Regions from separate parts of the Mus musculus genome. Here all the other regions are linked to region 6. A link is a contact called in public Hi-C, HiChIP or PLAC-seq and promoter capture Hi-C data. All regions are on one chromosome and are shown on one strand. The core of a region is the stretch at or near the end of the contact, and the rest is flanking DNA. Distances in the headings are between cores, read along the strand shown. Region 1 has its middle 41 kb from the start of Gm25800. Region 2 overlaps Fbxl17 (F-box and leucine-rich repeat protein 17). Region 3 has its middle 78 kb from the start of Gm25800. Region 4 has its middle 44 kb from the start of Gm25800. Region 5 overlaps Fbxl17 (F-box and leucine-rich repeat protein 17). Region 6 holds the start of Efna5 (ephrin A5). Region 7 has its middle 89 kb from the start of Gm25800.

The links. Promoter capture Hi-C pulls out the DNA fragments that hold promoters and counts their contacts. A called contact is a pair of places that touch in the nucleus more often than the background predicts. HiChIP or PLAC-seq counts read pairs in DNA pulled down with a chosen protein or histone mark.
Region 1: a promoter capture Hi-C map of second pharyngeal arch cranial neural crest shows a contact between it and region 6, with 4 times the contacts expected there. The contact joins the enhancer-like site here to the promoter of Efna5 in region 6. A contact is called at or near these places in 4 of 39 promoter capture datasets (the 3T3-L1 cell line, liver and second pharyngeal arch cranial neural crest), 1 of 15 datasets of contacts at CTCF or cohesin (the NIH/3T3 cell line), 3 of 484 Hi-C or Micro-C datasets (cerebellum, pancreatic cancer cells and reprogramming fibroblasts) and 13 of 115 datasets of contacts at active chromatin or transcription factors (the 230-238 cell line, the NIH/3T3 cell line, astrocytes and 9 more).
Region 2: a contact with region 6 is called in a Hi-C map of the N1E-115 cell line, with 5 times the contacts expected there. The contact joins the enhancer-like site here to the promoter of Efna5 in region 6. A contact is called at or near these places in 3 of 484 Hi-C or Micro-C datasets (the N1E-115 cell line, cerebral cortex and cortical neurons) and 3 of 115 datasets of contacts at active chromatin or transcription factors (the 230-238 cell line and neural progenitor cells).
Region 3: an H3K27ac HiChIP or PLAC-seq map of a colorectal cancer cell line shows a contact between it and region 6, with 23 times the contacts expected there. The contact joins the enhancer-like site here to the promoter of Efna5 in region 6. A contact is called at or near these places in 2 of 39 promoter capture datasets (both in liver), 1 of 15 datasets of contacts at CTCF or cohesin (the NIH/3T3 cell line), 2 of 484 Hi-C or Micro-C datasets (epidermal suprabasal cells and uterus) and 8 of 115 datasets of contacts at active chromatin or transcription factors (the NIH/3T3 cell line, cardiomyocytes, a colorectal cancer cell line and 4 more).
Region 4: a contact with region 6 is called in a Hi-C map of cardiomyocytes, with 2.3 times the contacts expected there. The contact joins the enhancer-like site here to the promoter of Efna5 in region 6. A contact is called at or near these places in 3 of 39 promoter capture datasets (embryonic stem cells, liver and pre-B cells), 1 of 484 Hi-C or Micro-C datasets (cardiomyocytes) and 8 of 115 datasets of contacts at active chromatin or transcription factors (the NIH/3T3 cell line, cardiomyocytes, craniofacial prominence and 5 more).
Region 5: a Hi-C map of cerebral cortex shows a contact between it and region 6, with 3 times the contacts expected there. The contact joins the enhancer-like site here to the promoter of Efna5 in region 6. A contact is called at or near these places in 9 of 39 promoter capture datasets (the C10 cell line, the HPC-7 cell line, hippocampal neurons and 4 more), 5 of 484 Hi-C or Micro-C datasets (cerebellar granule neurons, cerebral cortex, cortical neurons and 2 more) and 6 of 115 datasets of contacts at active chromatin or transcription factors (the 230-238 cell line, astrocytes, embryonic stem cells and 1 more).
Region 7: a contact with region 6 is called in an H3K27ac HiChIP or PLAC-seq map of heart atrium, with 6 times the contacts expected there. The contact joins the enhancer-like site here to the promoter of Efna5 in region 6. A contact is called at or near these places in 6 of 39 promoter capture datasets (embryonic stem cells, hippocampal neurons, liver and 2 more), 1 of 15 datasets of contacts at CTCF or cohesin (the NIH/3T3 cell line), 4 of 484 Hi-C or Micro-C datasets (cardiomyocytes, cerebral cortex, cortical neurons and 1 more) and 14 of 115 datasets of contacts at active chromatin or transcription factors (the NIH/3T3 cell line, T-cell acute lymphoblastic leukemia, a colorectal cancer cell line and 11 more).

The regions. Positions count from the first base shown.
Region 1 is chr17:62,496,722-62,499,936 of GRCm38.p6, reverse strand. No RefSeq gene overlaps it. Among named protein-coding and RNA genes, the nearest start is that of Gm25800, 41 kb to the right of the region's middle. Within about 2 kb of position 1,391, at least 2 of the 459 cell types and tissues checked have an H3K27ac peak or open chromatin away from gene starts, as enhancers often do. A contact at or near this core is called in second pharyngeal arch cranial neural crest, where this site is marked.
Region 2 is chr17:63,265,643-63,269,265 of GRCm38.p6, reverse strand. All of the region lies in intron 6 of Fbxl17 (F-box and leucine-rich repeat protein 17), which reads left to right. Among named protein-coding and RNA genes, the nearest start is that of Gm41607, 30 kb to the left of the region's middle. Within about 2 kb of position 1,340, at least 21 of the 459 cell types and tissues checked have an H3K27ac peak or open chromatin away from gene starts, as enhancers often do. A contact at or near this core is called in the N1E-115 cell line, where this site is marked.
Region 3 is chr17:62,377,711-62,381,319 of GRCm38.p6, reverse strand. No RefSeq gene overlaps it. Among named protein-coding and RNA genes, the nearest start is that of Gm25800, 78 kb to the left of the region's middle. Within about 2 kb of position 2,084, at least 17 of the 459 cell types and tissues checked have an H3K27ac peak or open chromatin away from gene starts, as enhancers often do. A contact at or near this core is called in a colorectal cancer cell line, where this site is marked.
Region 4 is chr17:62,411,052-62,414,424 of GRCm38.p6, reverse strand. No RefSeq gene overlaps it. Among named protein-coding and RNA genes, the nearest start is that of Gm25800, 44 kb to the left of the region's middle. Within about 2 kb of position 1,709, at least 15 of the 459 cell types and tissues checked have an H3K27ac peak or open chromatin away from gene starts, as enhancers often do. A contact at or near this core is called in cardiomyocytes, where this site is marked.
Region 5 is chr17:63,283,862-63,287,087 of GRCm38.p6, reverse strand. The region is part of intron 6 of Fbxl17 (F-box and leucine-rich repeat protein 17); the gene reads left to right. Gm41607 reads left to right here. Exons shown (of 1, transcript XM_017317745.2): 1 at 1-3,226. Among named protein-coding and RNA genes, the nearest start is that of Gm41607, 12 kb to the left of the region's middle. Within about 2 kb of position 1,602, at least 66 of the 459 cell types and tissues checked have an H3K27ac peak or open chromatin away from gene starts, as enhancers often do. A contact at or near this core is called in cerebral cortex, cortical neurons, forebrain and 3 more, where this site is marked.
Region 6 is chr17:62,879,964-62,883,443 of GRCm38.p6, reverse strand. Efna5 (ephrin A5) reads left to right here and starts at 2,127. Exons shown (of 5, transcript NM_207654.2): 1 at 2,127-2,438. The coding sequence starts at 2,314.
Region 7 is chr17:62,544,264-62,547,935 of GRCm38.p6, reverse strand. No RefSeq gene overlaps it. Among named protein-coding and RNA genes, the nearest start is that of Gm25800, 89 kb to the right of the region's middle. Within about 2 kb of position 2,350, at least 19 of the 459 cell types and tissues checked have an H3K27ac peak or open chromatin away from gene starts, as enhancers often do. A contact at or near this core is called in heart atrium and pancreatic cancer cells, where this site is marked.

The DNA of each region.
Region 1 (3,215 bases), core at 142-2,641, 380 kb after region 6:
CAAGGAAATGGCCTGTAGACTTGTCTACAGGGCAATCCTGTGATGGCATTTTTTTCAAATAAGATTTCCTCTTCCCAGATGACCCTAGCTTGTGTCAAGGTGACATAACAACTAGCCAGCACACTACTTGGTAAGACTGCCTCATTATTATCTCAGTGTAGTCACTAAATATCCAAATTCATTTACAGAGCAATTTATACAAGCCTGGTTTTTATGTAGTTTTAATGCTATATATAGGTGTTGAGGTGTTTACTTTAAGCACATTTTCTTGCAGTGTGACCTTAACGAATCTACTCATTTGAATTCAGGAAAAGTAAAAGAAAATACTGTATTTCTAGGGTTAATAAAGAAATAGCAAGTTATTTAATTTTTATGTTATTTTCATAGATAAAGCTATTGAACAGCATTTGTAATCTTTCTTTCTTTCTTTCTTTCTTTCTTTCTTTCTTTCTTTCTTTCCTTCTTTCCTTCCTTCCTTCCTTCCTTCCTTTCTCTCTTTCCTTCCTTTCTTTCTCTCCTTCCTTCCTTCCTTCCTTCCTTCCTTCCTTCCTTCCTTCCTTCCTTCCTTCTTTCCTTCCTTTTGTTCCTTCTCAATTCCAGAGAGGTGTCCAGGAGATTAAATCCAGAGCCTCACACAGAACAGATCTGCATTCTATCACTGAGCTACATGCCTAGTACCCTGCTTTGCTTTTTAAATGGATTTTAAATGTGATTGCTGACCTCAATATTTACTTCATTTAGAATTTGGTAAATGCTCTGGCACTTTAGAAAGACCTGGATTCTATATACTATATCCAGGGAAAGTTTCATTTGGATTTATGAGTAAACACTCAGCTATTCTCTTGGCCATTTGATGGTGATATGTGCCCATGACATGTATGTGTTTACTTTTGGGTTTATGTCTGTGCAGCCATTACTTTCTTGTTAGCCTTTACATTTTAAAGTTTCTACCATTATCCTTTCCAGACTATTGTACTAACTGATCAGGATCGTTTTGTGAAACTATCCAGTTATTCTGGTTTCCAACCCAGGAAGTGCATCTTACTCTACCCCAAGAAGGACAATATTTAGCATTCCAGTTCACAAATATGTACAAAAACCAATCCTTTATGAGTTCAGCTAAACTACCCACAGACCAGAAAAAAATTTAAAACAATGGAGGTGTAGCCAAGTAGTAAAGCTTTTCTTGCCCTTAGAATTTTCCGTTCCCAATGACCACGACTGTCAGTTTAAATAAATTCAACTGCAAAGTGGTATGTAAAGAAACAATGTTAATGGCTCCTCCAGAGTTCTTTCAAAGCATGTCCTCTTAGTTTAAAGATATATACATTGTGCAGAAGCAGCAGGAGCGGCATGAAACCAGGAAAAAAATATGAAAAAAGGAATAATGAATTATAGTGAAAGAATCTCAAAGTAGGACCAGCTGTGGAATAATTAGATTCAACTGCTAACAGGTGTGGGGACGAACCCACGAACAATGTTACCTTTTGTTAATGTGTCTTTTTGAAAGGATATTTGGTTGTAAAATTCTCAGAGCCCTGGGAGTGTTTGGAAGAAGGTTTTCATCTGTGTGTAGACATATAAACACTCATACACAATTCATCCATCTCTAACATATCTGTCCAAAATAAAGTTCATTTTCATTACAAATCTCCTTATATGATGGAAATAAATTAAATCTCCAAAACACATATACCATTGAGCAGTCTAGGGGAAATAAAAGGATAGTAGTATTTACAATCTGGTGTCCATGGGACTGGAGGGAAGGGTTAACCTATTGCGGCTGTGTTAAAAATGCCTAAGAGGAACAACTCATGGCATGGTAGATTCACTTTGATTCCATTTTAAGGTTTCAGTCAGTTGTGGCTTGGCTTCATGTTGGGGACCTGTAGCAGGTATAATTGTTAGAATGTGGATGCTCTGCCCCCATCATAGACTCCTATATTTTGATGCTTGGTTGCCAGTTGGTGGAACTGTGTGGCAAGGACTAGGAGGTGTGGCCTTGTTGGAGGAGGTGTGTTACTGGGGGTGAGTTTGGGGGTTTCAGAAACCCATGCCAGGCCCCATCTCATCTGCTCTACCTCATGCTTGTGAATCAGAAGTATCCCTTAGCTACCTCTTTAGCACCATGTCTGCCTGCTGTCATGTACCCCACCATGATGGTCATGGACTCTAAACCTTTGAAATCATACCACCCCAAATTGAACATTTTCTTTTCTACGTTTCCTTGGTTATGGTATTTTGTCCTGGCAATAGAGAAGTAATTAAGAAAGGAGATGAACAATCATAGCAAAGAATTTAGAACGAACAGCATTTCCCATTTCCTGGTCAGAAAGCAGAGAGACAGAGAGGAACTGTTACTCCTTCCTTCCAAGAGTATTCTTCTAGCGAAGTACTTCCTCTGAGCAGGCTGACAACTCCTTTCTAACACCCTGTTCAATTAAGAACTCACCAATGATCAAACCCATTGATGAACTTATCATTCTCATGATCCAATCAATAATGCCACCAGCTAGAGACTTGTTCTTTAACATATGTGCATTGGAAGAACCATTTTATACTCAAATCAATAGCATAGGGTTCCTTCACTCTACATTAAAACTTTAATTCTCAGGTGTGTTTTAAAAAGTCTTTCTGAGGTACACTAAAGTCTATGAATCTAGTGTGGTTTTGTTTTGTTTTTGTTTTATTTTATTTTTCTAGTTTTATAAAGAGTGTGATCAAAAACAGTCTTCTCCGAATTAAAATATTTACATTTTCCTTGGACTACCTCCACATGGGTATCTATAAAATGGAAATGCTATTGGCCTGATGTACTTGTTGTTGTTTCGGAGCAATAGCTCAAACTTCCCTGCGTGTATTAATCAGTTAGGAGCACATTAAAATGAACAATGCTTCAGTAGGTCTGGGTGGCTGGTATAGGTCTTCACCTCTTAGAAGCATCTGATGATTTTAATGCTGTAGGTCTGTGTAGTGGCTATTCCTGGTTGTCAACTTGACAATATTTGGAATGAACTACAATTCGGAATTGGAAGGCTCACCAGTGACCCTTATCTGGAGGCTTGGAGATCCTTATCTGGATCTTGGTTTGAAGATCTTGAGCCATAGTGGCTATGGATTCCAGAAGATTGAATCTCCGAGTTAAGGAACACACCTTTAATCTGGGCTACGCCTTTCATCTGGGATTAAAGGTGTGGTGGAACACACCTTTAATC
Region 2 (3,623 bases), core at 91-2,590, 390 kb before region 6:
GTAAAATGTGGTGAACTTGCAATCCTCAGACCTGCACTCCTTGTTTGGAGACGTGCCTTGAAGCCTCTTGCATGGCAGTCAAGTCACAGGCTACACTTGAGTAGTGCACTGATTTAGCGCTCAGGTCATGCATGCAGTAGTGGAGCTGGGTCTCAGTGGTGGAACTGAGGAAGTCCTAACGCTTTGAGAGTTTTGGTCTAAGTGTTTGAGTTTCTATGTAATTGCGGCTGCATTTTCACTACTGAGAAACCTCAGCTATTCAGCTTATTAAATAAAATGTTTCAGACATTCTCTATCTGCTTTTTCAGCAAAATTATGGAACATCTAGGGTTTATATATCTGAACTCGTTCTTTGAGGATTGCGTTTTATTTCCAGGAAGGTGCTTCCTTAAAGGAAAGCCACACTGCACGTGCAGGCACGGGGTGGTGAATGCTCTGGGCCTGGATCTCAGTGTTTGGAGGAGTTTATGGTTTGCTCACTCTGGAACTAGTCAGACTTAATTCTCTCAGGCTCCCCTGTGCACATAATAAGGACCAGAGGTAGAGGAAGCTGTCCAAAGCAAGCTCTGTGTTTTAATTAAGTGATGTTAACGTCAATACATCTCTGTTGTTAGAAGTGCTGAGATGTTAGCAGTTGAGGACGGTGTGCCCTAATGGGTTTACCATAACGAGCTCTGTTTGATTTACTCAATAGCTATGACAGGAACACAGGCAGCTGCTTCTCATTCCCTGGCTCCAAAGCAGTTGTAGTGATATGGTACATCCTGATTAAGTCACCTCTGTTGACTTTTCATTTTCTGGACTTTTCTTTCTAAATGTGGTGATGAAAAGGACTCTGGATTTCTCAGCATGAAAAATAAAACTGTAAGTAATAGAGACAGTCTGTTAAATACCTTCTAATAATGAATGTTTCTGAAGACTGCAGTGGTTTTCAAGAGCTTTGTACACTTCTTAGAGATTAGCACTGTCCTCATGAAAACTGTCAGTGCTAATCAAGTCAACACATTTAGGAAATACTTATACTTAAATACCATAACTTCAAAGTATTTTAATTTGATATATATGCCATGTATTCAAACAAACACCTTTAGGACAGTGTGGTGGTTTGAATATGAGTGATCCCCATAGGCTCAGATCTTTGATGGGTTAGGCATCAGGGAATGACAATATTTGAGAAAGATTAGGAGGTGTGGCTTTGTTGGAGAAAGAGTGTGTGTGTGTGTGTGGGGGGGGGGGGTGTTGAGGATTCAGAAACCTGTGCCAGGCACAGTTTCTCTTTACTTTCTTCCAGTGCGACCCCTCCCCCACACCTCCCAATTGTGAATCAGGATGTGGCTGCTTCTCTAACATCCCATTGTGCTTCTGCCTTGAGGATAACGAACTAAACCTCCAAAACTGTAAGCAAGCAAGTTAAATGCTTTCATTTGTAAGCCTTGAATGATCATGGTGTCTCTTCACAGTAGAGCAGTCACTCAGACACCAAAAGGAAGGCACTAACTTAGAGGGGACAGTTTCTGTATGAGACTGTTTCTACAGACCAAGGGAGTGTCCTCTATCTTCAAGATGTTTTTAGGTCCTCAGCACTGTAACCTTATTTTCAGGCATCTGCATGGGGGGAGTTTTAAAAGAACAGTGATCAACATTAGGAGTCACCAGCTCTCATTCTGTCTTCCCCCAGCTGTTAGGGGCATGGCGTCTTTTGAAACGAAGGAGGCAAAGAGACATCTGCTTTACCAGCTGGTTAGTTTAAGAGGAAGAAGAGGTCTGACTTCCTCCCTGGTCAGGCAGATCTCTCACTTGAATTACAGTTTCTGGCTTTCTAATGAAAATGATTCCCATTGTTACTCTTAACTGAGCTTATGTTTCTGCTTCATGCCTGTTGTGGCACAAAACATGTACATGAAAATCTATTAATACATACAATAAAAAGTAGCCTTTAATAATTATTTCCTCCCAAAATTGAAAAGTCCCCTTTGTTTGAAAAGTCCCCTTGTTTTTGCACATGCGCGCACACACACACACACACACACACACCACTCATTTCTCATTATCTTCTTTGACTTAAATATATGTACGTCACATTCATGTTTTCAAAATAAAATATGCATTCTTGTCTAGCCTAGATATAGACATATGCTAACTTGTTAAATTAACTCTAGGTCTCCTAATTAGTTTTTCTCCCTGCTTATAGAAATAAAAATTTTATTTTGAAGAACACAAATTAAAAGAAGAATAATTCATAACATTTTAAAGTTCATCTAGATGACAAAAAATGACTGGCGATCGTTATAGAAATTTGTCCCCCAGTTTATTAACAATTGTCCTTTTGACTTTGGCTGCCTCTAATTCTTTGTATTCATTCTATGAAAGTAAAAGATAGATTTTAGAGTCATTTACCTATGGCAGTATTTTTCCCTCTATTTTTCTTTTACTGAAAATCATTTCTTTTTTCATACAGTATATTCTGATATGGTTTCCCCTCTCACAACTTCTCCAAGTTTCTCCCTCACCTTTTTCCCATTAGAATTTACATCCTTTCTGTCCCTCCTTAGGAAGCAAGCAGGATATATATATATGTGTGTGTGTGTGTAAAATGAGGTTAACGATCTAAATATACCAGAATAGGACCAAACAGAGAGAGGGAGAGAACAAACCAGCCCTAGCAAAACCTTTTGAGACAGAGACCATCAAATGATGTCATTGGGTTTGCTTTACTTCAACCGTCTACTTCTGGGTATGGGGCCTGCTTTTAAGAGTGGTTCCTGTCCCCACTGAGACTCCCATGGAGAAAACTGAGTTTTCATTTGTAGTGATTATTAGTTGGAGGTAGCTTCTGGATTAGGCATGGGGGCTTGTGTTCACTTCTCTCAGTGCTGGGACTTCATCTGGCGCAGGCTTATGAAAGAACTGTGCATGCTGCCACAGTGTCTTTGGTTTCTATGTGCATCATTGATGGTGTGCTTAGACACCCTATTCTCTTCATACCTTCCATCCTCTTAGACTCTTGGCTTCCTTTTCCACAAGGTTTCCTGAACCCAGAGAAGAGGGCTTTGGTGCCATTTAGGACTGAGTGCTCACTCTCTGTATACTGTCCAGTTGTGAGACTCTGTATGTGTTTCCATTTGCTGCAGAAGAAAATTTCACTGATGATGGCTGGTCGAAATACTGACCTATATGTATGTCTATCAACATGAATAGAGCAGAATTCCATTAGGTTTCATTTTGTGGCTGTGTTCTGATAGCAGAACCAAACTGTTTTGTTTTCCCTAAGTCCCTGGCCTATCTGCTCTGAGGTTCTTGGCCAACTGAGCATTGGCAGGGATGAGTTCCCATGAAGTCGGCCTTAAATCCAACCCCATATTGGCTGGTTACTCACAAGTTTTATACCACTAATGCACTAGTATATCATTGTAGATTGAAGAATTTGTAGCTGAGTTGGTGTTTTCTCCTTCCTTAGCAGACTGGGCACCTTCTAGTACTGTGAATGCTATAGTCCATAGGGCTGAAGGCTCTACGTAGGCCACAGCTTGGCCTCTTCTAATTCTTATCTACATTTCAAGCAAGCAAGCAAGCAAGCAAGCAAGCAAGCAAACAAACCAACAAACCAAAAGGCAAATTGTCCA
Region 3 (3,609 bases), core at 835-3,334, 500 kb after region 6:
GAAGCTGCCTGTTTTGGTTTTGCAAAACCCACTGCTGTACCCAGCTTTCTCATGGGTACAGGAGATTTAAACTTACCTTTATGCTTGCATACGAGGCCTTTTAGCAACCGAGCCATCACATCAGCCCCTTAAGTGCAGCTGATTAACACTAGTATCTCTTTCTTCAGTCTGGTGGCCATCGAGTGGGGAGAAGCATATCTCAAGGCAGGACATGGGGATTCTGGATTGTGAATCCACAGTACGTGCATTTCTTGTGTTTACCGAGATGGTTCCAACCTCTAACAGATACCTGCTGTCTTGGTTCTCCAGATGCCCATTGGGTTGAGTCGCCAGGTGTGTAGGCCAGAGGTTTTGTTATAGTGTAAATCTGATTCATATTTAGCACCGGGAATGATGAAAAACATGGTTTGAAGAATATAAACTCGGAAGACAAGCTTGTAGAAAATATTTCAAATTAGATGTTTAAGTTTTAACTTGAAGACTCAACTTTGCCATTATGGTGTGGACGTTCGCTTTTATGAATATACGAAGTGATGCGATTTTATGAACTGGATGCTACCCTTCATTGTTTGTAAATTTCAATGGGAACTTTGCAAAAGTAAAAAAGAACTTATCAGATTTTTTTTTTGTGTGTGTGTTACCATCCATAAACTCATAGCAGTTCTACGAACAATGATTATGCTTCTGTTGAAGTTTTATGTGTATACATTTCAGTGACTGGGAAGTAAAACGAACTCTAAACCACTGCTAGCAAGAATAAATTGTCTTTCCGTTCCTGTTATAGAAAAAGATAGCATAAGAAGCAGTAAGAAAAAGTACAATTAAAATGGAAAGAAAGGCACTAAAGGAGTCTGAGAATATTATCAAATAAAAGTCTATCGTATAATTTTTCTAGATTTTGTAATCTTTTTATTTTTAGCTTCTTTAAGATATGTTTGTTTCTCACTCCTTTTCTTACATGAAATTGGTTTTCAGGCTCCTTTTTGCTTTCTTAATGGGGAGAGTTTCTAAAAGAGAGCTACTAACTTAATGTATGGTTATATGCCTTTCGACGTTGAGCAGTTCAGTCTTGCTGCTGACCTTGGCAACGGTGCTGTCTGTCTGTCTGTCTGTCTTGGGGACCTGCTCCTTGGTTGGTTCTGATTTGGTTGGTAATAGGCTACAGTTGTGAAAACCAGCACTTGACTCCATAGGATTTGCCCCCTAGAGTTTGGGAAACTCTAAGTTTGCTAGAATCCATTGCAAAGGTTTCATCTGCTTTTGGTTTGTGGGTTCTGAGCTCATGTTTTCCAAATGTCACATTTGGAATGCGAAACTCAGGAATTTTCAAGCATTTTGATCAAGCCATTGATTTTATTCATTGTCTTCTGTGTATGAAGAATTCACCATCTGAAGCTTCTTTGTAAGCATTCTGCTTTCTCCTTATATATTACGTTATGTAATCTCACTGAGCTGACATGTTCTTTGAAAGGCTAGGAGGGTTTGAGGATGTGTGTTTTGAGAAGAAAGGTGAAATCATTAGCTTTACTTTCTAAATATTTTAATAAGGCTACCGAAGCCTGGAATGCCATTTTTATTCAGCTATCTCTTGTTTTTCTGCCACAACTTAGCACTTATAGTGAATGGCAATACATATTAATAAGCAGGTTGCTTAATAAGACTCAGGTTAATGATTATAATTATTCCTACATGGTGTATGATGACAGTGTGTGCAAAAATATTCACTCCCAAAAAAAGCTACCCCCCTCCAAAAAAAAGCCCAAGGCTTTTACAGATAATTTTGATACCCAGTTGTTATCTAAGAAGGTTAATAGTGTTGTTATCCTTGGAGTCTCTCTCTCTGTCTCTCTCTGTCTCTGTCTGTCTCTGTGTCTCTGTCTCTGTCTCTCTCTCTCTCTCTCTCTGTCTCCTTCAAAAAAGTGAATATTTTAATTACCCGGGAATCATGTCTGTGGTCGAAATTCAGTGAGTGTACATGGGGGTAACTTTTCAGGAGAAACCCTCCAGTCTTGAAAACAAGAGCACCGTATAAATACTCCAAGATATACCCTGGTGCAGAGTCAATGACTCAGCTCAGTGTGTGACTGAAGTTGAGGTAAATGGAAGCGTCTGACTGACCACACCCAAAGAATGACATCATAAAGTGCTACTCTGTTTTTAACTGATTCAAAGTTTTGGCTTACATTCCACTTCTTAATCACTAGGCGTTTTACCTTTGGAGATGTGTTAAACATTTAAATCAGGGCTCTGGAGCAGAACACGATCGCCCTCCTGAGCCTGCCAAGGAAGGGCAAGACTTGAAGCTGGCCAAGGGAAGCAGTAGAGCGATGCACAGGCCTCTGACAGTGCAGTAGCATAGATCAGCTCTAGATTGTTCTGACCAAGATTTGCTAAAAATTTACTTTTTCAAATGAACTGGATAATTTGGGGTGGGGAAGTAGAATCTAATAGACAGGGAGATTCCCCCTCCTCTGGGCAGTGGGGGGACCCTGTAAACTTGAGATTATAGGAATTCCTTTTGTGAATTTTTCATGAATTAAAACACTCCTTCATTTAACTACAAAATATTTAGGGTTTAAATAAAAGTTCAAAAGGCACAACAGAGTGGAAGAGGGTGTGGTGGACATGATCTGTCTCTCAGGTTCCAGAAACTGCAAGTCCTACGTGTGAGCAATTTCCAGGCTTCTGCCCTGCTTCACACCACTTAATTTACTCTCAGAGTCTACAGTGCCTATCCCAGCTTTGGGTCCTGTGGGTGTTAATGGTCTTCATAAAGGCCATCCAATTTGTAGCACTTTCTAAGTGGCTCCTTTCCTTCTAAACCATTTCTTCTTCCCTTTCTGTCTCTCTTGGGTGTATCTGTGTCCCACCGGTTGCCTGAGATCTTATACAAACAACAATTATCAATGACAGTGTGTGTTAACTTTCTGTGGATATTTGAGTGTTACCAGTGACATTGTGAATTTCATGTATGTAATCTTCAGTATGTTTATCTATTTACATTTGGCTACCATAAATAAATTGTTTGCTGACTAGATGCATGGATCAATGGATATTAGAAAACCACTTGTAGATTTAAGTTACTTTGCAAAACTACCTCCAGAGGTCTGTGAGTATGGATGATATTCAGTACATATTTGTTAGTAGGAAATGAATGCTAAGCAATGAATACTATTTTTTGAAGAGTTAGGGGGTGGCCAACAGACATTCTCAATGCTCAGGCCTCTTAAATAATTCCCCGCTAAAACAATTAGATCTAAAAAAAATACTCTCTGGTTCTTACATTTAGTTAAAAAGAACAATTCTTAAGAATATGAGGACACAAATTAAGCTTATTAAAGAGTCAAAAATACATTATGTATAATGTCACACATAAGCATGTATGACAGAAATGTCTTCATTGTGCTTCATGGTGACCTTTTAGCATTTGTGTAAATTCTACTTGAGGTAATTCTGTTGAATCTCCTTAGCTCAACCACATTGAGCAGATAATAGTGAGGCATTGTCCAATATCAATGATATCAATACTTTTTGTCTAGAAAAAAAGTCAAGATGAATTTAAAATAAAAAGCCATCCAGTTGGTATTTATTATACACATGCAGCTATTT
Region 4 (3,373 bases), core at 460-2,959, 470 kb after region 6:
TACTATGAACTTGTTTTCTTTAAGCTTATTGCCCCAGGGAAGGGGGATGCTAGAGGGTTAAGGTGGGGGTGGGTAGGTAGGTAGGTGAGTTCCCTTTTAGAAGTAAAGGGGAGGGTGGATGAAAGGCAGTTTGCAGAGGGGAGTCCAGGAAGGGGGGCAGTATTTGAAATGTAAATAAATAAAATAATCAGTAGAGAAGATGATGGTATCATGGTTGGCAATGAGAGAAATCAAAACTCTGTAAAATAATCTGAGTGCTCTTTCCTTTGTAACTCAGGAGAGATGTAAGTATTTTGAAACAAAAAAATACCTAAAGATTATATACCTTTGATGTAAAGACAGGAACTTAAATCTTCTGAAGGAAGTTCAGAAAAATGAATTATTTTGCTACGAAAGAAATGGAGATCTGTGTTTAAAAAATTGTTTTTATTTGTTATTTTATTTATTCCCCTTCCCAGTTTCCTATCCACAAACACCCAATGCCCCTTCTCCCATGCTTCTATGAGGGTGCTCCCCCATACACCCATCTACTCCTGCCTCAGCACCCTACATTTCCCTATGCTGGATCATGAGCCTCCACAGGACCAAGGGCCTCCCCTCCCATTAATGCCAGATAAGGCATTCCTCTGCTACATATGCAGCTGGAGCCGTGGTCCCCTCCATGTGTACTCTTTGGTTGGTGGTTTAGTCCCTGGGAGCTTGGGAATGTGTGTGTGGGGAAGGTTCCTGTCCTCAAACACACCAGAAGAAGTCATCAGATACCAATACAGATAGATGGTTGTGAGCCACCATGTGGTTGCTGGGAATTGAACTGAGGACCTCAGGAAGAGCAGTCAGTGCTTTTAACCGCTGAGCCACCTCTCCAACCCAAGATGGAAATTTATGGTTAGCAATGTCCTTCCAAACCTAATTCTCTGTCCTCTGGCAGTCATTGTGTCCTCTTGTAGGTGGTCTATGTTCCAGTAAACTATCTTATTTCCATGCACATACAGGCAGCAATAACTGGACTCAGTAGGTTACACAGGGGAGAAATGAAAAGAGGGTATGAAGTTGAGAGGTGAAGTAGGCAGTGATTGGTAGGATTTGGATGAGGGGTGAGGAGGGAGGAGTTATGACCACAACTTAGTGTACAAGTGTATGAACTCCTCAAAGCATAGGTAACATTTAAAATATTGTAAGAAAATCACTATAACAAAGAACATTCTTCCCGATTTTACTTCAGTAAAAGCCAGGGAGAGCAAAAAGTGTCTTAACAAAGTTGTTCCATTTAGACTCTGAGCCGGTGTTATTTAGGGAACTGTTCCCGAGGGAAGGAATTGAGAGAGAGATTTAAAGTGTAATAGCACCTACAGCATTTGCGAATTTGTCTTGTGAGTGGCCGTGCGGGTGTTGGGAAGGTCACAGTGTTGTTCAAGGTCTCTCAACCCAGAAGCCTGTGATTCAGCCTCCTTGTAGATAGCACGGGCCCCTGGGGATCAAGCGATTGCTATGAGAAATTCCCTGTTCTCCAAGTGCCTCCAACGAAGAGGCTAAAATAGATGACAGGGCAGCTTCATCTGGACGTAGGGCCGAAGGAAAGAGCTTTGGAAAGGCTGGCGGCATGCCTGATGGCAGGTAAACTTCCTTTTGGAGGACTGCCACTTGGACATTGAAAAAGGAACATGACTGAAAGTTGCAGTTGGGCAGCCCCAAACCAGGAACCTGTAAAACAATGCCTTGTCTCAAGTCTCAGCCGTGACTATGAAGTCATCTTTGGCTTACACTGGATAGGACCTGTTTTCTTTTTTTGACAGTGATAGAGTTATTTACCATGTAAAGTTTAAATTCCTACTGTGACACATAAGCATAGAACAAACTTAGGCATTTTAACACTTTTAAACATAGAGTTTAGTAATATTAACTTCACTGGCATTGTTCCACTGCCGTCTCCTGAGCTGTTTTATTTCTCTACAGTAGAACTCTCTAGCCACCGAACAATGACTCCTGATCCCCCCCAATAGAGTGTTTCATAATTAATCCTAGTAGGATGCAGTGCATAAGAAGACACGTATTACTAAGCTTTCCAAGAAGGGAAATTTAATTATGATCATTCTACCTTAGAGGAAATGTGTGGCAATCCATCAACTGCAGAAAAGGGTTAATTATGACTACAAGTTCTGGAGTATAAGAGAAAGATGCATCCTAATTTGAAAAAAAAATTAATATTTTTTTAAACAAGAAGCACTCAAACATAAAGAGGTGATTCTGCCTCTCCCTTAGGACTTAGGCACAACAGCATAGACAAGCTTTGGCTGGTAATATTTTCTTTTAAATTATTTTATTTCTGTTTTTTATACCCATGTGTATTTTGCCTGCACATCTTTGCACTGTATGCTGGCAGGTGGTAAAGTCCAGAAGGAGTCAGATCACCTGGAGTTATAGTCGTGAGCTATTTTGTGGGTGTCAGGAATTGTACCTGGATCCTCTGGAAGAGCAACCAGGGTTCTTACCTGCTGGCTGACTCCTCTCTCCAGGCACAGAAATATTTTCTCATCTATAACTATATGGTTGGTAGGCTGAACCGTAGTTTCAAGGATATGGTTTAAAATGTAGTTAGGAATTATACTGGTACAGCAAACTGGCAGTGTTAGTTTCCATGACCTCTAACCTAGGGTAGTTGGCCAACTGTGGTTTCCTTTATGATGAGCAAGGCTTAAGTCTTATTAGACAGTCATTGTTTACTACCAACATGTGAGTGACACTCATGTATCTTTAGGCATGTTTTGTCATGCTGGCCATTGTAGTTCATAGGCATCACAACTAGTTAGGCTATGGATTGCTTCTCTCCCTTGGTAGCTTGCATACTTTTTGATACCTTGGAACAGACAGAAGACTTTCCAGTTAGAGCCAGATGAAACCTTTTTCCAATGTGTACAATCTTTTCAGCAGTAAGGACTTGCTTTTAACCTCCGAGAGACAACCAAGTTGCAACAGCAATAACCTATATTATTTTGGGAGTTTCGTGGGCTATCCTGACTAACAATTCAAGTAGAGGTTTCTTAGGTTTAGTAACAATGATTTTGCTAGATAGACTATGACCTTTATTAGGAACGTTGTCATCCCAAGTAGAGTAACTTCAAGCTGTATATATGGATACATATATACTTAGATATATTGCACATAATTATAGGTAAATATAAATAATGTAATTTCTTGAGACTTTATCACACAAGCTTGGTGTTATTTCACCATCTCTCTTTCTCCTTCTGTATTGGCTTTCCCCTTCATCCCCAATTAGAGCTAACGCCCCATTTTTCCATTTCCCTTTTCTAATACTTTTATCTGGATATTCCCCTCCCAAGTCACCTCATCCTCTGGGATGCTTTATGCTTTC
Region 5 (3,226 bases), core at 353-2,852, 400 kb before region 6:
AAGGTTTTCATCTTCTGAGTTTTATGGTTGGCAGAGTACACCAGTGCAGACTGGGCAGTGGTGAACTTAAGTAGGCGTACTAAGGACAAGATCCCCCCTGCCCCCCCAGTGGCTGTGGCCCAGCCTCTGTCTCCAGATGCATAGAGCTGAGTTGCCTAGAGATCCACCCTTCACCATGTACACTTCAAATCAAAGCTCCAGTGTGAGCATTGTTCTCTCTTTATAGCTATAGAAACAGTGGCTCAGATATAAAGATCTTGACTTAAGTTCCAGGGAATGTTGAAATCAAGATAGATTCCAGTCTTCGTGATTGGAAAGCGATTTCCTTACCACATTCTTGATTTGTTGCCTCGATTCTAAAAATGGGAGAAATAGAGCTATTTTAGTCAAATGAAGTTAAACTCGTAATAATTTATTTTCCTAAGTTGAAACTGGAAATAATTTGGGGTTAACAACTTTAGTTTTCAAAAACAGTATATGTTACTTCTAACTTTGCGTGTTTGGGTGCTGGGATGTCTGATACTGTCATACAGCTTTCCATATTCCATATCCCCAAACCTCACTCTTTAAAAATGGAACTGCACGGCTGTAGAGATGGCTCAGCAGTTAAGAGGACAGGCTGCTCTTCTAGAGGTCATGAGTTCAATTCCCAGCAACCACCTGGTGGCTCACAACCATCTGTAATGGGATCTGATGCCCTCTTCTGATGTGTCAGGGATAACGTTCTCATATACATAAAAGTAAATAAATAAACCTTTAAAAACAAAACAAAACCAAAAACCAGAAATGCTTTAATTTGTAATGGCCACCTCTCAGAGGAAAAAAATTAAAAAATAAAACATGGTGTGTTTAACCCGCCATCCTTCAGATGATATGACAGGGTACAGTTCAGATGGACTCAGCTCATCTCACAGGAGCCCCAGCAACTTGTACTATGGTCTCACCCTGGGATATATGTTAGATGTGCTTTATTTTCTGATGTCTGTCTTGAAATGCAAACAAAATGTGTGTGTGTGTGTGTGTGTGTGTGTGTGTGTGTGTATGCAGCGGATATATGGATATATAGATATATCTCTATATCTCTCTCTGTCTCTATCTCTATCTCTGTCTCCGTGTCTGTCCATTCCCATTACATTTCTCCTGGATTTTTGAGTGCTGTATATAGGGCACCACAATTCTGTATTGTTAGTAGCTTTGGTGATTTTTCTTAATTAATGTAAAAGCCACTGGTTAGTATAATTGGAGAGTAGAAGTTGGTGCTTTCAATCTAGTATTTCCCCCATTGTATGTACAGTTAAGAACCACGAGAAAAGCATGCATGGAAAATTATGAACACAGTGTCTTTTCTAGATGACTAAGCATTTTCTCCTCTTTTGTGTTGGTTAATGTTGAACTAGAGCAACCCGGTGCATCAGTTCAGCTCAGAAGCCGTTTTCTAAACGAGAGGAATTGGCTGGGGACCGTTTCGCTAATAGTTACTGCCAGCAGCTGGATCCTGCATACAAAACACTTGTTCATGTTTTCCTTGACCTGCTTTGACTGGGCCTGGTGCTAACTTAGTACTGAATGGGTTCAGTCTGGTCTTTGGCAAGCATCATTTGGAGTAATGAATAGTATAACATCCAAAGGCTTAAATGCCCTGGCACCGGCCCTGTGTCAGTATGCTGAGCTAACCATGGCATTGTTCGGAAAGAAGGCCCTGGGTCTCTTTGGAAATAGAATCTTGGCTCGCGGACAGAGGTCTGTGTACACACATCGGCCTTCTCTGTGCTCTAGCTATGGCACTCATTCACAAGGAGACTGTGGAAGCAGAGTTCTGAAGAGGTTCTTGAGTGCCTCTGTGTACACCCCAAAAAGTAGCTGATAGAAAAACGGTATAGACCTACATTTTTATTTCTGTGAATTCACATCAAAGGCTTCAGGAACAACCTCCCTAAACTGGAGAGCAGCGTTGACACTCACTGCTTCTGCTCCTCCAAATCTCTCACCGAAAGCTGTTTTAATCACAGATTTTTGCTGTGGAACTTCGGATGTTCCGATTTTTTATGTTTACTGCTCCATCTGTATTTGTAGTGAAAGGTCTAAATTTGTCTCAGTTCATCTCCACTCCGGGACTGGTGGGATCTCATGAGCACTTCCCCCTGAATGCAAAGACACGAAGGAATGTTTTCAGCGCAAAGACCGAATGTGACATAACCACTTGCCTTTCTTTTCTGATTCTTAGTTTTGAAAATGGAATGTAAATTTCACAGTTAGAGTCTGTCAGAATGTACCTGAAGAATCTGGGCACATTACCATCATAGAAAGTCACGGAAACTCCTTGATGTGGATATGTAAATTACCCACAAGTGTGCATTTAAAATATCTTTATCCTGTGTTCCAAAACAAAACTGACAGGGTGCGGGTAGTTAGATAGAACCATGCAAAGCTTTCCTAGTTGAAATAGTTATGATTTTGATTTTTCACAAAACAATGATGAAATAGAAATATAATGGAGTAACTATGGCTGTTTGTTTACACAGCAGTTTGGGGAAGGGGAAGCAGGCCAGCACAGCCAGGAGTAGTCACGCATTGTGTCCTGGAAGTTGACTTATCAGCTTTCCAACAAACAAACACCAGTTCTCATAAGCTCCCCCAGTTGTTTTCCAGCAATTGAAGTTCTGTCATTCTATTGTGGCATCCGACTTAAGAGATGAAAACTCTCCAAACCCTGTGGTTTGTCACCACACCAGCTCTTACCGTGAGTAAGATAAAGCTGGCTTCACTGTTGACTAACTGGCCTCACTAAAGGCAGGGCTGGATTGGAGAAAATAGGTTCCTGCCACATGTTCCTGAGGTTGGTTGAAATAACACAGAGATTACCAGAAAGTCATTATGACACCTGCTAGATAACAAGTTGTTCATTTCATTAGCTAGTTTATCTATGCTATGTGGGATAGAGGACTAGAACTCGGGGAAACCTCGAATTTCTTTGTGAGTTGTTTACTAAAATAATTTATTTAAATTTTACATAGGTTGAATTTCTGCCACATAATGGGCATAAATGTTATTTATTCCTTTCTTCTTAACAATGGAGGAAATGTTAAATAAATGTCATGTGCTGTGATAGAAAATTTGCATCACCCTGAATTCTGATCTCAGCACTTTTTTTAAATACAGGTAGCATCTCTTTACAGTATAGTGTTATTTTGAGGTCTTCAAAAGTAGGGTTGTGGTAAACACTCTG
Region 6 (3,480 bases), core at 878-3,377:
TTGGAGTGGGAGCCAGTTTCTTTTCAATCGAAAGACCCTACTCCCAAGTAAAAAAAAAAAAAAAAAAAAAAAAAAAGATGCCAAATCACTCTGAGTCCAGACGCACTTCAGCAACCAAAGGGTTACTCGTGCTGCCGGGCTGGGCCGCGGAGAGGGTGCCTCGGCACTCTCAGTAATTCAATTAGTCAGGTTTCAGGAAGGTGGGGCGGGGGTGGGGGTGGAGGCGTGGGGAGGGAGGAGATGAGGAAAACGCCTCTTTCTCCCGGAGCAAACCAATCCGGTTAGAGAAAAGAGAGGGGAAAAAAAAAAAAACCGATCTGTAAGCAAACAGCAGGCCTCTCCCTGACTGGTTACTCCAATCACCCCCCACCCTCCAAGTAAACTGCATGGAGGGAGGGGGAGTGGGGAGGGGAGCAGCCCACATGACCTGGGCCGCGGAGGCAGCAGCGCCGGCGGCGCCTCCCCCTGCTCGGTCCGGAGCTCACCCCCCACGCTCGCGCCGCCTGCCAACCCAGCGCCCCGCGCAACACGCCCGGGCGGAGCCCCCCTCCCGCTGGCCCACGTCCACGTCCACGCGCGCGGGCTCGCGTGGTGCCGAGGCTGCTGCCGCCTGGGCCGCCGCGGCAGTCGGCTTTACACGCAGGTCATTAACGAGGGGGCGTGCCCGAGGAGATTTTTTTTCCCATAAAGCATTTTTTCTCTCCTTTTCTTTTTTTTTTTTTTTCCCTCCTCTTTTGCAAAACTGACTTTTCCCCTCCTTTCTACTTCTCGCCAGTCTTCCCAACCTCTCCAGGCTGCTCGCGCCGCTGCACTCAAGTTTATTTTCCCGCCTGGGCAGAGGTTTTAGGATTCGGTCGGTGGCTTTCACCTCTCGTTACTGCTGTGCCTAAGGAGGGAAGGAGGAGGCAGCTCCGGATCGGGAAGGTTTTCTGATGTAGTCATCGGGGAGGTGCCAGCAGCTCGCGTGTGCTCCCTCTCCCTTTTTCCCTCCCGGTTTCAAACTGATTGATGAATCTCTACAAGTTGCTGGGGTTGGGGCCGGAGAGGTCCGAGTCCCAGGGACACTTCTGAGAGCTCCCCCCCGGGGCTCTGGGCACGCCGTGCGGGGGTTCAGCCTCTCTCCCGGAAGGCGAACGGAGACTGTCATCAGCCCATCCCGGACTTGGAGGGCTCCATCCGAAAGTGATTGTTTCCCCTCTCGCTTCTCAGCCCGGCAGTTGGCTTGGCGTCGCCCTGCAGGTTTGGGCATCCCGGCCCCGCCTGGCTGGCTGGTTCACAACCTCTGCTCTTCATTCACTCCGCGGCACCCACACCCGGCCAAGACAAGCTAGCAGGAGAAATCCCCGACTCAGCCAGCGCCCGGGGGTGCCATCTCGCTCTGCCTCTGCGGTCGGACTCCTTTGGGGACCTGCTGGAAGACGTGAAGAGCCAAACTTTTCTTGGAGCCTTTTCCGAAGCAAGACCCGCTCCTCCTCTCCTCGCCTGAGCGCTCGGCTGCGGCTTTGGGCAGTTCCAGGACTCCGGCAGAGCCGGGCTTGCGGATCCAGATCGCCACTCTTCTCTGCGCACCTCCGGGTACCGCAGTCCACAGGACTCCTGCGAGCCTTGCGGGGGGTCGCCTGGCCAAGGCACAGAAGGGAGGCTCCGGACTGCTTCCAGCCTCCTGGGGACACCAGTGTGAGGACGCCCCCCCCCCCGCCCCCCTCCACACAGCGCCCTCCTCCTGCAGTTTCTCTCCGGCCGCCAAAGTAACTTGGAACAAAGCGGGGCGCACGGTGAGGGCCCAGCGCGGCGGAGGAAGCCCGTGCAGACCGCGGCGCCGACACTGAGCCGGGCCCGGCGGGCCGGTGTATGTCTCCCCGCAGCCGCGGCGCTCAACTCCCCGTGACTGTGCAGCGCGCGCCGCCGCCTGCCCCGACCCGCGCTGCCGCCGCCCGGCCCCGCACGCACCTCCCTCTCCCGGGGTGACCGGCTTGCAGCCGCCGCCCGAGACACAGCTCCGCACCCCTACCCCCGCCCTCGCCGCCGCCACCGCACACACGCACGCGTCTCTCCGTCTTGTGATTCTTCTCCCCTCCCGAGCCCTTCAGTGGGGGTGCGAGTTTGTCCCCCCGCCCCAGCCACTGCCTCCTTCTTCTCTCTCTCCTCTTCCTCTTCCTCCCGCGCTCGCCGCGCGCCTCTCGCCCCTTCATCGTATTTATTCCTATTTATTTGGCGTCCGCTCTCTTCGTCTGCCCCTCTCCCTCCCTCCCCCTGGATCCCCGATCTCTCCCCGGAGTGGCGCGTCGGGGGCTCCGCCGCTGGCTAGGCGTGATGTTGCACGTGGAGATGTTGACGCTGCTCTTTCTGGTGCTCTGGATGTGTGTGTTCAGCCAGGACCCGGGCTCCAAAGTCGTCGCCGACCGCTACGCCGTCTACTGGAACAGCAGCAACCCCAGGTAAGGTGGCCGGGGCGGGGGCGCCAAAAGCTCGGGCTCCGCGGGCCTGGGCCGGGAGCAGGGGACACGGCGGCCGGGAGCGGCGCGCACCAGCCGCAGGCAGCGCGCGCCCTCGGAGCCTGCGTCGCCAGACGCCGCTGGCCGCCCGGCGCCGGCGGGAAGCGCTCGCTCCGCGCCGCTCTTTGTTAAGCCAGGGCGGCAGGGCCGGCGGCTGCTAGCAATCCCCAGGGCTGCGCGGAGCCGCTGCCTCCGACCGGGTGCGGGGAAGACACGGGAATGGGCGGGAGCCCCGGACCCGGGCCATCGCTTCCCAGTCGGGGAGATTGGCCCGCACCTCCGGATCCCGGCTTAGAGCTTGGGTGCTGGTAGCCTCGGGTGCGTACTGCCAAGAGGTCCTCCCTGGAGCCTGGGGGGCGCGGGGCTGAGGCCGGGATCCTGATAGATAGCATCAAAGTTTTCTTTTTTTTTTAATTTTAAAATTTTTACTTAAACATAATGCCTTCTTTTACCTCCTTGCGCGCATAGAGAGAGCGCGTACCGGTTAGAGGGAAGCAAAGGGGGGTTGGAGGGATGGGTGAGTGGAAAGCGGAAGCTTTAGGGTTTAATGTTCTTTTTAACTGCGAGATAACTGTTAGGTGACCCCCCCCCCCCCCACACACACACCGCCAAGTCGGTCTAGGCCCATCGCGCTTGGCCCTGGAAAGGATTCTCCCAGCTCGGGCACCCTCCTTTCCCCCCCAGTGGGCTTAAGGTGCCAGAAAGTTTGATCGAATGCCGGGTTACGTCACGAGTGCAGAGCGAGCCGCTGGAGTTGGCAAGCCGGAAGGTGGGAGCCTTCGCCCCGGGGCCTGGCGCTGTGCAGCTGGAGGGACGCGCGTGGTTACCTGCGACAGCGTCTAGGCGACCCCAAAGCCTGCGGGCTTGGCGGGAGGCTGGAAGCGGGCGCCGGGGACTTCCTTAGCGCACGCTCTGGGCCCTAGCTTGCCGCAGCCACCCTGCGATCCTGGACCCCGGAGAGGGGAGGAGGGTCGTCCACAGCACC
Region 7 (3,672 bases), core at 1,101-3,600, 340 kb after region 6:
GCACTTGACTCTTAGTAAGAAAGATTTCCATATTTATCTCATCCCTTCTCCTCAGACACATTTCGTATGGTGCCGCCGGTATCCGAGAACAAACACTCTGTAGCGATCTCGTATAGGTAATAATATCACAGCCCCGCTGCGTCTCCCCAGTGTGAATGCAATCAGCTGCACCAGACATCCCACACTCTTTCCTACAGGTTTTCCTATTACTTTTCACTATGGCAACAGCCCAGAATCTTAACCTTACTTTTATTTAAAATAAAAAAAATTTTTTTTGATTTAAATTATAAAATCCAGAATAAATTTAGTCTTGAGGATGTATTTGATATTATCTGTTCTTTAATTTTATCTCATATGACCGTTTTCACTCAAAATTATAAGTATGAAGCCAGGAGGACGGAGCGGTCGCTGGGTGTTAAATAGTAAACATGTGTTTGGAATTGTTGGAGGGAGGAAGAGATCTCGTTGGGGGCGGGAGGAGGGGAGTGTGTTGAATCTATATAACGGCAGATGTAAAGATCAAAAAATGAAAATCACGGGTCCGAATTCAGGGGAAACACTTTGAAGTTTAAGTGTTTTCTTACCAGAGGAAACCAATTTCTCCAACTTTATTAACATAAAGTTGGGCTGAGTAAACTCGGGATGTGTGGATGAGCCCAGGCTGAAGCGTCGGAAAACACGAACAGATGGAAGACTGGGCTGTTCATGTTTTACTTCCTCATTCTCTTAGACGCTATGAGGAGAATCCAAACACAAACACAAAACCAAAATCCGAGCTGGGAAGACTTCTCAGGCCTAGGATTTCTGAGTAAAGGGCCATTCGGAATAATGGCGCCTCGCTGTGTAGGGTATATAATTACTCATATTTTCTGGCTTAAAAAAACCCCATGGTTGGTGGTGGGCTTGGGTAGTGGAACACAAGAAGGGAAGAATATTTGAGGGAGTGGAAATAGGAGGGGTGGGGGTTGTCAAGGGACACCAAAGCAGAGAGGAGCAAAGAGGCACTGGGGGAATTAGCAACAGTAAAAAGTTGTTTGAAAGAAGTGCCATAATGAAGCCCAATATTTTGTATGTTAATAAACTCACCCTGATTCTGTGTGAGTTAAGTATATCATGAGAATAGACTTATAAGATATTATCCCTTTTGCTAAATGGAAAAATACAAATCCATTCATGATATGAAATTATAACTAATGTCTGAAATTTTAATAATTTTGCTATTCCCCCTTTTAACGAGTGTTTGAGACTAATGGGGGTTTTGAAAGATTTCCTGGAAAAACCCTGCTTGCCCATAGAGCTTTAAAGCCACAGTATTATGTAGTTCCTTGAGATAATTCTTTTGCCTTTAAAACAGAAGTTCATGATCACCTCTCTCCTCCGGCTTCTCGTGAATGACTGGCTGGAGGGACTTAGCGTCTTCCCTTGCTGGGTGTGTCATAATGATCTCATTGAACAACATGTTGGGCGCTGTGAATTTGCTTCCATATGGAACGAGTTAGCAGATATTTAATTTCTAAAAATGTTTATGAAGTCTACAGCCCGTTGTTATTTTTAGGGAGGCCTGTTCAGATCTCTGCCAGACGATTGTTTCAGGACCCCTGAGTTCTCTTCTCATCTTGAAACTCCTCCAGAAGACATAACACCTTAAAACTGCGCTGAGTTTTGCAAAGGTGAATCTAAGAATTCATATTCTTCCCTCTACACTCAGTATTTTCCAATAGAGGTAACTTTGTACTTAGCCATTTAACAAATCCAATTTTTTAATTAAAAGATTGATATGTAACTTAGTTTTTGAATCAATGAGCAAAGATATCCATAACCAACAATGATATACATAACATTTGGAGAATCATAAAAAGCCCTTAGTAGATTTTTTTAAAGCTGATTTCAATTGATCTGTTCTTAGTACAGAGCTGAGCCTTGGAGACAATCTGCAGCTATGTTTACAATCTCATGGCCATTAGATGGTTTAAATTTCTTTTTAGCTGGTTAACTCAGAGCTACTCACATGTTAAGCTTTTTGTTTTGTTCTGTTTTGTTTAGTTGTTGTTGTTGTTGTTTTCTTTTAGGAGTCAGCCTCCATCACATCTTTTGAAAGCTATTGTGGGTAGATACTGAGCATGCACAAAAGTGGAGAGGTATTTAAATGGGATCAATTTACTTTTTAAAACAAGGTTGCAAAAACCGATTCTTATTCTCAATGAAATCTAAGTAAGGGAGATGATAAAATGTAGAAGTTGCCACATCTGTTTCTGCCTATTTAGAAACCTGTGTCTCTCCTGAGTTGTTCTTGTTCGATAATGTTCTTCTCATTACATGACTGCTTAGTCGGAGCTGGAAGAGACTATTGGAATTGCAAACACGCCAGTCTGCTGGCACCGGCGAAACGTATTGTGGGCGAAGCTTATCTCTGGGTGGCAATTTAAAGTGAGACAATTATGGAAAAAGGAAACGTCATGAGAAAGGAAGCTGGAAAAGGAAAATGATTCATGCAAGCAAGCACAATTTGGCTCCTGATTAGCTTAGTTGTGGGGATTGTAATAAGATCACACACCGTACCTGTTTGAAAAACATCACAGGCAAAGGGACTGAAATGTAAGAACTTGGCTTTTCTTCCTAAACTAGTAGGATTCACAGGAGTTCCTTCCTTCCCCGTTAAAACATTAATTTAAAAATAAAACGAATTTGTCAGTCTCAGGAACCAGTCCCCCTCTCTAGATGAAAAATAATTTTGTTTTGATTTATGCATTTAATATTTCACACTGGAAATGTAAAACTACAGCAGTTATTTTATAGTGACTGAGATCAGGAAATATGGGGGTAATTCATTATATTTATTATTTTTCTTTATAAAACTATAAATCAATGTTATTGAAAATTAAATGTATGGTCTACTCTGAGGGCATTTTTTGAGGTATAACAGTACTTTCCATGAGGCTTCGGAGGATCTGACAGCGACCTGAATTATTCATGAGCCTTGGATTTTTTTCCATCAACCTAATCAAATTAATAAAACAATTTCAATTCTAAAAGCTATTAATACTCTGCGGATGTGAGCAACAAGCATGAATTTGTCTGCACTTTCTTTTTGAATTTTGTAGTCTTCTGGGAGTCACCGAACTCAAAATAAATTGATTAAAAAAAAATGTGTAGCACCATCTATGGTCTCTGTTACTCTGTTCCTCCTGAGCCATGTGCTCATTTTTGCTGTTCCTTTGTCATCGAGTACTTCAGATGTGATGACTACCTGGGCCGTCTAAAGAGCCTTTAGAACTCCTTTTTAAAAGAAAGACATTTTAGACTAGTGTTTTAGTTCTTAGAATTAATTACCATCCTGTGCCCTGGATGCTTGAAGGCAAAAGTGGAATTGTAACATGTGATTAGACAAATATAAACAGCCATATAAAACAATTATAAAAGCATCAGAATTACATCACTGGGTTGGTGGGTGATAAGAAAATTCCTTAGTTGTCGCTGAACTGAAATGACTTGAAAAAAGTTGGCTCCTAAAAGCAGAACAGAAATAAATTAGTTACATAACCTCCATTGTTTAACCCAAACACAAGCGCAAACATTAGCGTGTGGGAAAAAAAATATTACTTCAGGATGGAAATCCAAAGAGAAATTTTTATGTAGATTCTTGAACCGTGTCTTCTTCTTTGCTTCTGTCAG